Regions from separate parts of the Triticum aestivum genome. Here region 1 is linked to region 2. Evidence: chromatin contacts called from public Hi-C data. All regions are on one chromosome and are shown on one strand. Each heading gives the region's core, a stretch centred on a gene start, on an enhancer-like site or on the middle of the called end of the contact. The rest is flanking DNA. Distances are from core to core; before and after follow the strand shown. Region 1 holds the start of LOC123148742 (inositol polyphosphate multikinase IPK2). Region 2 holds the start of LOC123148741 (probable xyloglucan endotransglucosylase/hydrolase protein 23).

Region 1 (5,141 bases), core at 467-2,966, 220 kb after region 2:
TTGAGCTGTTTGGTTTGAGGATCCAAAATTGGTTGAGCATACTGTTCGTGACAGTGTGATCTTGTAAACGGCAGAAGTAACCGGTATCAACTTGAAGCTTGTTACCTCCGTTCTAAAAGAAGTGTTTCGACTTTGTACTAACTTGAGAGTAGTATATAACAATTTATTGGGGAAAAAGTGTTCGTGTCCAAGCCCAATTTTGCTTCATTTCTATTCACCGCAAACTACCTCTTCTCTAGATGCAGAACCAATTCTTTAGTTGCAATGTCTTCGTGGCATCCTTAATCCTAATTTTGTTCAAGTGACAATATTCTATTCGATTATCCTCTTGTGAGGTTTGTGCAATCCCACCGATTTTGTGACCACCATGACAGCAGAATCAATTCTTGTTTTCTTCATTTTCTACAATTTCCTTCCATCGTTGGAGAAGACAATGTACTACTCTACTAAAGACCATGAGCAATTTTGTCACTCTACTTTACATCCTTCTTTTGATTACTCACTCGGTATCTAGTACCAATGGCAGATCTGACAAAGCGAAAAGAACAATAAACAATGGCCGTAGATTTTACCTTTTGTACTGTATCAGCTCCCAAAGTGCTCCAGGATCTCCTCAAGACTGAACCGGAGGCGCCTTGTCAGAAGAGACAATGTCGTCTATGAACTTGATGAGGGAGCAGAGGCCGCCCAAGAAGTTGTGGTCGATCACCCCCTCGCTCTCCACCACATGCGCGAAGTCCACCAGCTTGACCCTCGGCGCGCCGCCGGGCGCGGTCACCGCGTTGGCGTCGTAGCTCAGCAGCACCGACGCCGAGTAGAAGTGGAACAGCGTCTGCACCTCGAACCACGCCTTGAGCTCGCGCAGCTGCGCCAGGACCCCGCCCTCGCCCCCGTACACGGCCGCGGCCAGCGCGCAGTCCTCGCCGCCGACCGACGACACGTAGCGCCGGAGCATGCGGCGGACGCCGGGGATGTCGGTCCCCTTGAGCTCCGACCTGTCGGGCCGCCAGACGGCGCCGCTGGGGTCGGAGACCATGACCCCGGACACGCGGAAGCCGAGGAGGACGCTGGTGGAGCCGCGGTCCTTGGCGAGGCACTTCTCGACGTAGGGCTCCGGCGCGCGCGGGGGCCACGTGCAGGCGCCGATCTTGATGTCGGTGACGGAGGGCGCGGCGAGGCCCTTGAGGATGTCGTCGAGGATGAGGTGCGGGTGGGACTCGCCGGGGGAGGCGGCGGTGGGGAGGAGGCGCGTGCCGTGGAAGCGCGGGAAGAAGGCGTCCCGGATGCGGGGCGGCACGTCGGGGTGGGCGGAGAAGGCCGTGTAGAAGGCCAGCTCCTGCTCGCCGCGGTCCAGGGCCTGCAGCGGCTTGTAGAAGAGGCCGGCGCCGTCGACCAGCGGGCCGAGCTTGTCGGGCGCCGCGCGGTGGCCGGCGACCTGGTGCTCCGGGGCGCGGAGATCGGACATGATGCCGACGATGCGGGGCGGGGCGGCGGGTGGGGTGGTTGGGGAGGCCGCCACGGGGATATAAAGGGCGTCGAAGCTGGAAATCTTTTTCTCCAAGAGGCAAAGGGGGCCGGAAATCGCCGTGTTGTGCGATTTGTTTTGTATGTTTTCCTCTGCCTCTACGCTGCGAGTTGACTTGTTCCTTGAAGTGTTGCACGGCGGGTGCGGTGCCGGCCTCCGCAAAGAATCCTGGCGCATCGGCGGCAGTCGACATGCAGAACCGGATCCTGCATTCCAGCATCGCCGTCGACATGTGCAGCAGCTCTCTTCGTCGTGCTGCCTCGCTGCAGATTCAAGTTTTGGAAAGAGAGGTGGATCATGGTGCACGTGTACGTGTCGTTTGTGTCACGATAGATCACTGTGTGACCATGTGCACGTAAATCTCGATGGCGAGACAGGATGGCCGTGCATCTCACGGGGGGCGGAGCCAAGCCAGAGTAGATTACAAAAAAATCATCATAATTATGCGACACCCATCAAAATGCATGTTTTCTGGTGGTTTTTTCATGAAGCATTTATAACTTTGACTGGATTATGGCGGGTTTTTGCAATTTACTCGCGCAGCCAGGATTGGCCCAAGTCCCGGCCCCAGACTTGCTATAGTGCCACTGCAGTGTCAAACAGTGCACAACATGTTACAGTCAAGGAAGAATTTTTTTCCTAACGCCCTGGCCTAGGTCCCTCGGCCTGGGTTTTGTCTCCCCCACAACATCTCGTTGTAAATCTGACGTCGGATTTTTAGAATTCCGGTCTGAACGCTCTGCCTGTCGTTCGTTATGGAACACAGATTTTGATGTGTTTTAAGCCATGTCAGATAATCAAGGCGTTCGTTAAGGATGCGTTTGGTCGGCTGCATAGAGCCCAACGAGGGTCGAGCATGATGAAAATGGCACGTGTGGTTGCGTACAAGTAGGTTGACTCGTATTCGCACGATACTTAAAGCATCCCAGAGCTTGGCTCACTAGGAACGCTTGAACCGGCAGCTTCCAGGCAACCAGGCTAACTCGGGCGCAAAAGCTGGTGCAGGGAGGATTCAAACCGAGATGGCTGGAGAGGTGGAGGCGGGATGGCGCGAAATATACCCCCGCCCTCTCACATTTACTTGCTTACCCTTGGCTCCAGGATAAGCCCTCCTCTGCTATTGGCACCTGCGGCGGTGACGACTCAGACCAACGGTTGCGACGGCGATGACGGTGTCAAAACCGGCGGATCTCGGGTAGGGGGTCCCGAACTATGCGTCTAAGGTCGATGGTAGCAGGAGACAGGGGACACAATGTTTACCCAGGTTCGGGCCCTCTCTATGGAGGTAATACCTTACTTCCTGCTTGATTGATCTTGATGAATATGAGTATTACAAGAGTTGATCTATCACGAGATCGTAATGGCTAAACCCTAAAAGTCTGGCCTGTCTGACTATGATTATGAGCATCCCCGTCTACGGACCTAGCCCTCCGGTTTATATAGACACCGGAGGGATCTAGGGTTACATAAGGTCGGTTACAGAGAAAGGAATCTTCATATTTGGACGCCAAGGAGAGTCCCATCCGGACACGGATAGAGTGTTCGGTCTTTGTATCTTTACAGCCCATCAGTCTGGCCCATGTCTAATAGGCCAGACGCCTGAGGACCCCTTAGTCCAGGACTCCCTCAGTAGTCCCTGAACCGGGCTTCAATGACGAGGTGTCCAGCGCGCAGATTGTCTTCGGCATTGCAAGGCGGGTTCCCCTTTCCGAATACTCCAAGACAGTCTTCGGACGCAATGAACGTGTCCGGATCTGCAACACAAGTACTCCACACAACCGCAGAGAGTATAATATATCACGAGTCCAATCCATCGACAACTTTTTGTAATGTGACATCACGCTTGCCCGGTCATTATTTCGAACCGTTTCTTGTCCCGCCGTTCCACATTTCAAGGCATAGTTTTTATTGACACGTCTTGTCGAACCAGAGATCGTGTCCCCTTATTGTGGGATTCTCATCAATACGGGCGTGGGTAACCCAACCGTTCCATTGGAATGATCCCTTCGGAATAGGCAGGTTTTCGGGCTTAGGAGGATGCGTTCTATATCCGTTGCCTTTGTAAAGGAGCCAAGGGTCGTCTTATTTTACGCCGACCCTTTCCTCAGCACTTCCAACTTCGAGTTACAGCACCCGAGGTTCGACTCCATTGCTTCAAGCTGCCCAATCATGTCCGTACCCAGCCTCCAGGGTCGATGGGTGGCTTCCTCTGTTACAGAGGAGGACATTGCGAAGCTTCGTGCGGCCATATACCTGACCGCGGAGATCCCCCACAGGCTTCCTGCTCGAGGACAGGTTATTCATACTCCCAGATCCAGCGAGAGGGTTGTATTCATCTTCCATTTCCTGCGAGGGCCAGGATTCGCTCTTCATCCCTTCGTCCGGGGCTCATGTTTTACTACAGACTAGATTTCCACGATCTAGCCCCAGATTCTTTCTTCCACATCTCGACGTTTATCATCACGTGCGAGGCATTTCTCCGTATTGCCCCACACTTCGGCTTATGGCTCAAGACCTTTAGTGTGAAGCCGAAGGTAGCCAATGGGGAACACGCGGAGTGCGGAGGTGCTACAGTGAGCAAGCTTACTGTCGGTGCCAAAACCGGCGGATCTCGGGTAGGGGGTCCCGAACTGTGCGTCTAAGGCGGATGGTAACAGGAGGTAGGGGACACGATGTTTACCCAGGTCCGGACCCTCTTGATGGAGGTAATACCCTACGTCCTGCTTGATTGTTCTTGATGATATGAGTATTACAAGAGTATGATTGTATGTTGTCCTACGGACTAAACCCTCCAGTTTATATAGACACCGGAGGGTGCTAGGGTTACACATAGTCGGTTACAAGGGAGGAGATCTACATATCCGTATTGCCTAGCTTGCCTTCCACACCAAGGAGAGTCCCATCCGGACACGGGACGAAGTCTTCAATCTTGTATCTTCATAGTCCAACAGTCCGGCCAAAGGATATAATCCGGCTGTCCGGAGACCCCCTAATCCAGGACTCCCTCAGTAGCCCCTGAACCAGGCTTCAATGACAATGAGTCCGACGCCCAGTATTTCTTCGGCATTGCAAGGCGGGTTCCTCCTCCGAATACTCCATAGAAGATTTTGAACACCAGAATAGTGCCCGGTTCTGCAAAATAATTTCCACATACCATCGTAGAGAGAATAATATTTCCACAAATCTAATCTGCTGACGTGTTTAGACAGCACGACATTACGTCATGGCCCGGTCATTATTCGAACCGTTTTTCTCAACCAGCACCGCGCATATCGCGATGCGGTTTTCTTGACACGTCTTGTCGAAGCAGAGATCGTGTCCCCTTATTATGGGATTCTCATCAATACAGACGTGGGTAACACACTCGTCCCATTGGTATGACTCCTCGATTTTAGGTGAGCCCCAAAACGGCCGCGAGGAGGACGCTTGATATTCCCCTTTTTCTAAAGAGGCCAAGACCTGTCCCTTTTTCCTCTCGCGCTCAATCGAATCCTTCCCCACCTCGAGTTCCAACACCCCAAGCTCAGGTCAGGCGCTTCGGACCTTGAACCATGTCCGGATCCAACCTCCAAGGTCGGTGGATGCCTTCCTCTGTCATAGAGGAAGACATCAAGAA
Region 2 (5,680 bases), core at 1,341-3,840:
AAGTGATGGAGATCAGATCGCTACTGGCTTAAGAAAGGAGGATCCATATAATCAAGATCAGGAGTAGTGTAAACATAGCTAGCCATACTCTTGCTCAAATGGGACGAACGCAACAGCGGACTGCGTGCTGGTTGCGCATGCCTCCCGACGAGATTGTGAGCATTGTTGCTGCTGATTGTAATCATAACCTGATAAATGAAACTCTCTTTCCCGCAAAAAAAAAAGAAACTTAAATCGATTTGAAGCGCCTAACACAAAAGCTCATCGAACGAGGAGAAACAAAGCGCTCCGATCATTTGTGTTTTTCCGCTCTTTACATTCTGCCGGCAGCAAATCCAATCCCTGCATGCAAACGAGTCACGAGACAAAGCGTACTCTCTCTACCGCCTAGGCTACGCATGAACGAACTGATGGACGGCATCAGACCAGATCAGATCCTGCCGATGGGGATGATGCACTCGGTGGGGAACGCGTGGGGGTACCGCTTCCGGTCGGCGCAGTAGTCGTAGGTCATGTAGTTCATGCGCACCCAGTTGAGCGTCATCCAGCTCCACCAGTCCAGCCGCTGCGCCATCCACGACGACGCCGACGACGGCAGGTGGTCGCCGCCGCACCGCGTGGGCGACGCCTCGCCTTGCCAGACGCAGGCGCTGGTCGCGTCGAACCGCCGGTACGCGGCCACGAAGGGCGCCTCGGACCAGTCCGTCTTGACGCGCCCGCCCTGCGTCGCCCACTCCTCGGCGTTCCAGATGCTGGCGAAGACGTGCACCGGCTGCCGCGTCGGGAACGGCACCCCGTTCGCCTCGTTGTTCTTGAACACCCGGATCGGCGTCCCGTCGATGTACAGGCTGCATTCGATCAATCAATCGACAAGATCATGCATGTCAGGAAGGATGATGGATGGACCATTGATGAATGATGAAGATGGTGCTGTGGAGAAGAGATCTGTACATGATGTTGAGCGGGTTCCAGAGGATGGAGTAGGTGTGGAAGTCGGCGGTGGGGTCGAACCAGAGCACGAACTGCTGCTCCCGCTCGCCCTTGCCGTCGCTGAAGATGTTGGTGTGCAGGATGTAGGGCTCGCCGCTCACGTTGCCCAGGAACTCGAAGTCCACCTCGTCGTGCCGCGCGCCACCCGTGCAGATCTGCACCAACGTCGATTATCTTTCTTATTAGTTATACACTGAAATGGAACGCAAAGAAGATTTAACGTGGACACCATGAACTACATATGCTCAAAGGGGCACAACAATTCCAGATTCTGTCGCCCGAAGAATACAGAATCAAGGTTGCTTCTCCTGAAGAATACATACAATATTCAGATAGTGTTTAGTCGGCCTTAGTGGAATCCACGTAAGAACAAACCTGGCTGTTCATGCCTAAGAATAGCCTGGCTAGTTCACCATGACTACTTATGCCCGAGAAAATTATTGTTTTCCCCTCCTCAAAACGGCAGAATAGTTTCAGATTCTGTCGCCTGAATAATGCAGAACCAGACTCTATCTCCTGAAGAATACAGTATTCAGATGGTGTCTAGTCGGGCTTACTGGAATTCACGTCTAAGACAGACCCGGCTAGTTGAGCATGAATGTTTCTTTAATAGAATTCAAGACTTAATTAAGACAATGTACACCATGTGTTAACTGCCGGGAGAGGACGATGCTCTCTCTCTCTCTGTTTTTTTATGGTGACGCTCTCACATTTTTCAAAAGAACATGAAATTCTGTCGTATCCTTAGGCTTTAGGACATGTAGGTACACACAATTAAGTGTAGCACGGCAGATCTGTGTCCCTACTGGTACTACTACTTGGCGCCCCAATTCATTGCAAAAGCCCAATTGAATTCATCAATTATGCAAACATTTATGCGTCAACCAGAACAGAATTCACTGCAGTTGGGCGTCAGTTAACCTCCCAATCGGCGAGCTTCTGAATTCACACTTGTTTCCTCCGGGGACTACGTTTTAGCGACAAATGCAGGGGACCCAAACAAGACAATTTTCACCTTAATCTGCTCGAGATTTTTTACCCTTTGCTTTCTCAAGCGAAATTCACCCTAGGAATGACGAGTGTCGAACTCGTGTGGGTAACTGGGCTGTCTGAACTCTGAACATGCCCAACTCTTTTTTTTACTACTCCCAGTTAACGAAATGGCCAATGCCGGTTAATCAGGCAGGCGGAAACGAGAAGGAAAATGCAGTCGACCAGCAGAGAGATCCATGTACACTTACGTAGAAGGAGGTGATGGTGCCCGCGGACTCGCCGGCGACGAGCCTGATGTCGAGGTCGAACCGCCCGAAGAGGTACCGGTCCTTGGACTCCAGCCTGGACCCGGTCTCCCGGTCCAGCGCCAGCTCCACCACCCGGCCGTCGTCGAAGAAGCGCGCATTGCGCTTCCCCCACACGGCGTCGAAGTCCCGGTGCAGGCTCCGGCTCCGGCCGGCCTCCACGGCGGCCGCCGCCAGCGCCACGGCCAGCAGCAGCCAACAGATGGAGCCGCGCGGCATCTCTCCTGTGGTTTTTGAAACGGGGTGGCGGTCGACGGCGAGATGTGGCGAGAAAGCGAGAGGAGTGGGGCGACGGGGGCTCGTGAACAATTTAAGGGCACCGTCGTGGGCGCTTTCGCCAAGTGCCAGCGGGTGCGGGGACGGGGCGGGCCGGCATGGGCGCCGCGTTTATGTGGCCACGGCCGTGTGGCCGGGACGTCGCGTCTCGGCAACACGACGGGGCTACAGAGTCGACGGCACCGGGGGATCGGGTCAGTGGGACATGCTGTGTGCCCGTGGCTGTATGGGTCGCGCTGGCTCATCTCTCCGGCAGCCGGCCGACGTGGCTGCTGTGCGATACGACGTGGCAGTCGCGCAAATGATTACTCGTATCTTTCACGGTGGCGTGCTGAAAACGGGCCGGCGGGGAGGGTGCATGACTGAGATGAGTGCGCGGCACGAAGCATCGGACGGGGGATGTGATCACGGCGGGCCGGCCGCGGCCGGTTGGTTCGGAGATTTGAATGCGAATAGCATCCCGGCTGGGTCGACCGAGCTGTGGCAAGCATTTACGTGCGCGGTGTAGGAGTAGGCGGCTGGACAGGGAAATATCTACTACTCCCTCTCTAGGGTGCTCCCGGTGCTCCAAACTCGGTAGCACATTTTAAAATATTTAAAAAATTCTAAAAAAAATCGAGCACATTGACACTACATCAATGTATGTTGTTAAAAAATTTTAAATCAAAATTTGAAACATTGCTCGAGATAGAAAAATGACAACATACTTTGATGTTGTGTCAATGTGATGGATTTTTTTCAGAATTTTTCAAACATTTAAAAATGTGCTACTAAGTTTTGAAGCATCAGGAGCACCCTAGGGATAAGAGTACCAGATATTTCCTCGGGGCTGGACGACGCCCATCGACGGCGATCCGCGGGAACAGCGTAGGCTGGGGGCCCCGCGTGCGTGGTGCTACGGCACCTTTCACATGGCTGCGCGCCTCCGCGCCTGCGCCACTGCACCGTGTTCTTGATTTTTTTTATTCAATATTTTTGATGTTGCTAAATGTGCATACCACACATGACTCCGCCACGACACGAGCTGGATCAAGCTCGTGCGTCGCCGCCGTGTGGTTCCATTCGGACAGGAACCTTACGATCACGAAACATAACGTATATGTGCTTTAAATGATACTTCCTTCGTTTTGAATTACTTATCGCATGTATGGATGTATTTAGATGTATTTTAGGTCTAGATACATCCATTTCTGTGATGAGTAATTTGAAACGGAAGGAGTAGGCACCAAGGAAACTTTGGCGAGCTCCTTCCTGTGCAAAGTGGCGCCAATTTGACGCAATAGCCGTTGAGTCAAGATTACTCACTATAGTTGACCCTATAACAAGGCTTTGAAAGCATATGACGGGCGTCAGTTGTCCCAGTTTTGCGAGAAATGGGGCTAAGCTTTTCACTGGAGTTTCAAAACATTGAGATGTCTGACATGGTGATGATGTACCATATATAATGTCCGCTCACAGTTGTTAGGTTGTGCGTGCATGTGGGTTCGTTCATAAGAATGAATGTATGTGCATATGTATGAGCCTTCGCGTCTGTAATGTGTTCAAAATTTTGTTACCCAACATGGCTACATTGTCGGGCCATTACACCAACAATGTTGTATTTCCCATTTTATTATTTTTGTTCTTTGTTTTCCCTAGCAAAAATATATTAGTCTCGAGATATCCTAGAACATTTTTATGAACACTTGAATACTTATGCTCTAAACATCAATATCAATTCAAGAAACATGGTTATTATTTCCCTAAGGAAATAACATATTTGTTTTTGTAAAACAATATGTACATTTTTTTGTCATATATTTAATTTTATTCTTGCAAAAGTTTCACACTCAAGAATATTAAGAACTTTATAAGCACTTTTAAATTGCACAAACCATTTGAATTGTGTAACCATGTATTTCTTGAAATATATTATCATTATTTACTTATTTATTTATTGATTAATTAATATTAATAGAATCGGTAATCCACGACCGAGTCCAGGTTGATCCGCTACGATGAATAGTAAACTCATAAAAAATGCATAACAATTCAAAAAATACTTAAATTTGTTGGCATCTAAGATGCTCTAATGCACTAGGCGCGTGAAATATTTTCATGGTAAATTGATATTGAAGGAATTATCAACAAGAAAAAACAAAACCAGGCATTAACAATGCACTTTTTCAAAGTTTCTTTGACATTCAAATTTTGCTTTTTTCTGAGAGCTTCTCGGATATCATTTCACCACAAACTTTTGTAGACACTAGCATTTGAGCATCTTGATTAAAAACATTTTTTTTTGAATTTACTACTTTTTTATGAATTTACTGCTCACATGTAGGGGAGCTAGGTTTATGGCTCGCTACAAGCGACACAAAAGCTAGCCACTTTTTTGGGATGATATTCGACCATGAAAAACATGGGCTAGGCTGATACCTCATGTCATGTGGTTTGCCGAGAAGATAGAACTTTCAAACAAATTAATTTTTGGACTCTAGATTCTGCAAATCGTATCCCAACCTTGTCCAAAATACGCATGACCACATGCCCATCTGTGCTGGGTTGCGGCTCATGTCAGTTTATTTTTTGAGGGACCACTTTCTTATTTTGCATTCGGTTTTACCTTTGTGTTTTCCTTAATACTTCTTTTGGTTTTGGTTTTGTTTTTCCTACTTATTTTATTTTTAGTTTTCAGTTTTTATCATTAATTTCTTTTTCAAGAATTATTTATCATTTTTGTTTTCATTTGCATTTTTTAAATTTTACTAGAAATAAAAAATATTACTATTCATATATCTGGAAAAATATTACTATTCATTAACATGTATTATTCAGTATTAGTAGACGTTCTAAAAAGAAATAATAATTTTAATGCATGGTGGAATATATTAATATTTTTTCTTTTCATATGTAGAAATTTTAGGTATTGAAACAAGTATTACAGGTCGTTGACACAGATAAACACTTTTAAAGGTCATGAATATTTTTCTAAAATACAAGAACATGTTGGTTAAACACATGAGCATTCCTTTCGAAATATATTCCATGGACACTGGTGAGAGAAAATGTTGGTACACAACATTTTTGTGATAGGTCAGAACATTTTCCCAAAATGGTATGGGTTTTTTATTTGA

What was found. A called contact is a pair of places that touch in the nucleus more often than the background predicts.
Region 1: a contact with region 2 is called in a Hi-C map of leaf, with 10 times the contacts expected there. The contact joins the promoter of LOC123148742 here to the promoter of LOC123148741 in region 2. A contact is called at or near these places in 2 of 5 Hi-C or Micro-C datasets (both in leaf).

Annotation. Positions count from the first base shown.
Region 1 is chr7A:624,284,251-624,289,391 of IWGSC CS RefSeq v2.1, forward strand. LOC123148742 (inositol polyphosphate multikinase IPK2) reads right to left here and starts at 1,717. Exons shown (of 2, transcript XM_044568230.1): 1 at 573-1,717. The coding sequence starts at 1,702. The coding sequence ends at 614.
Region 2 is chr7A:624,060,564-624,066,243 of IWGSC CS RefSeq v2.1, forward strand. It overlaps LOC123148741 (probable xyloglucan endotransglucosylase/hydrolase protein 23), which reads right to left and starts at 2,591. Exons shown (of 3, transcript XM_044568229.1): 1 at 2,232-2,591; 2 at 952-1,145; 3 at 262-848. The coding sequence starts at 2,507. The coding sequence ends at 431.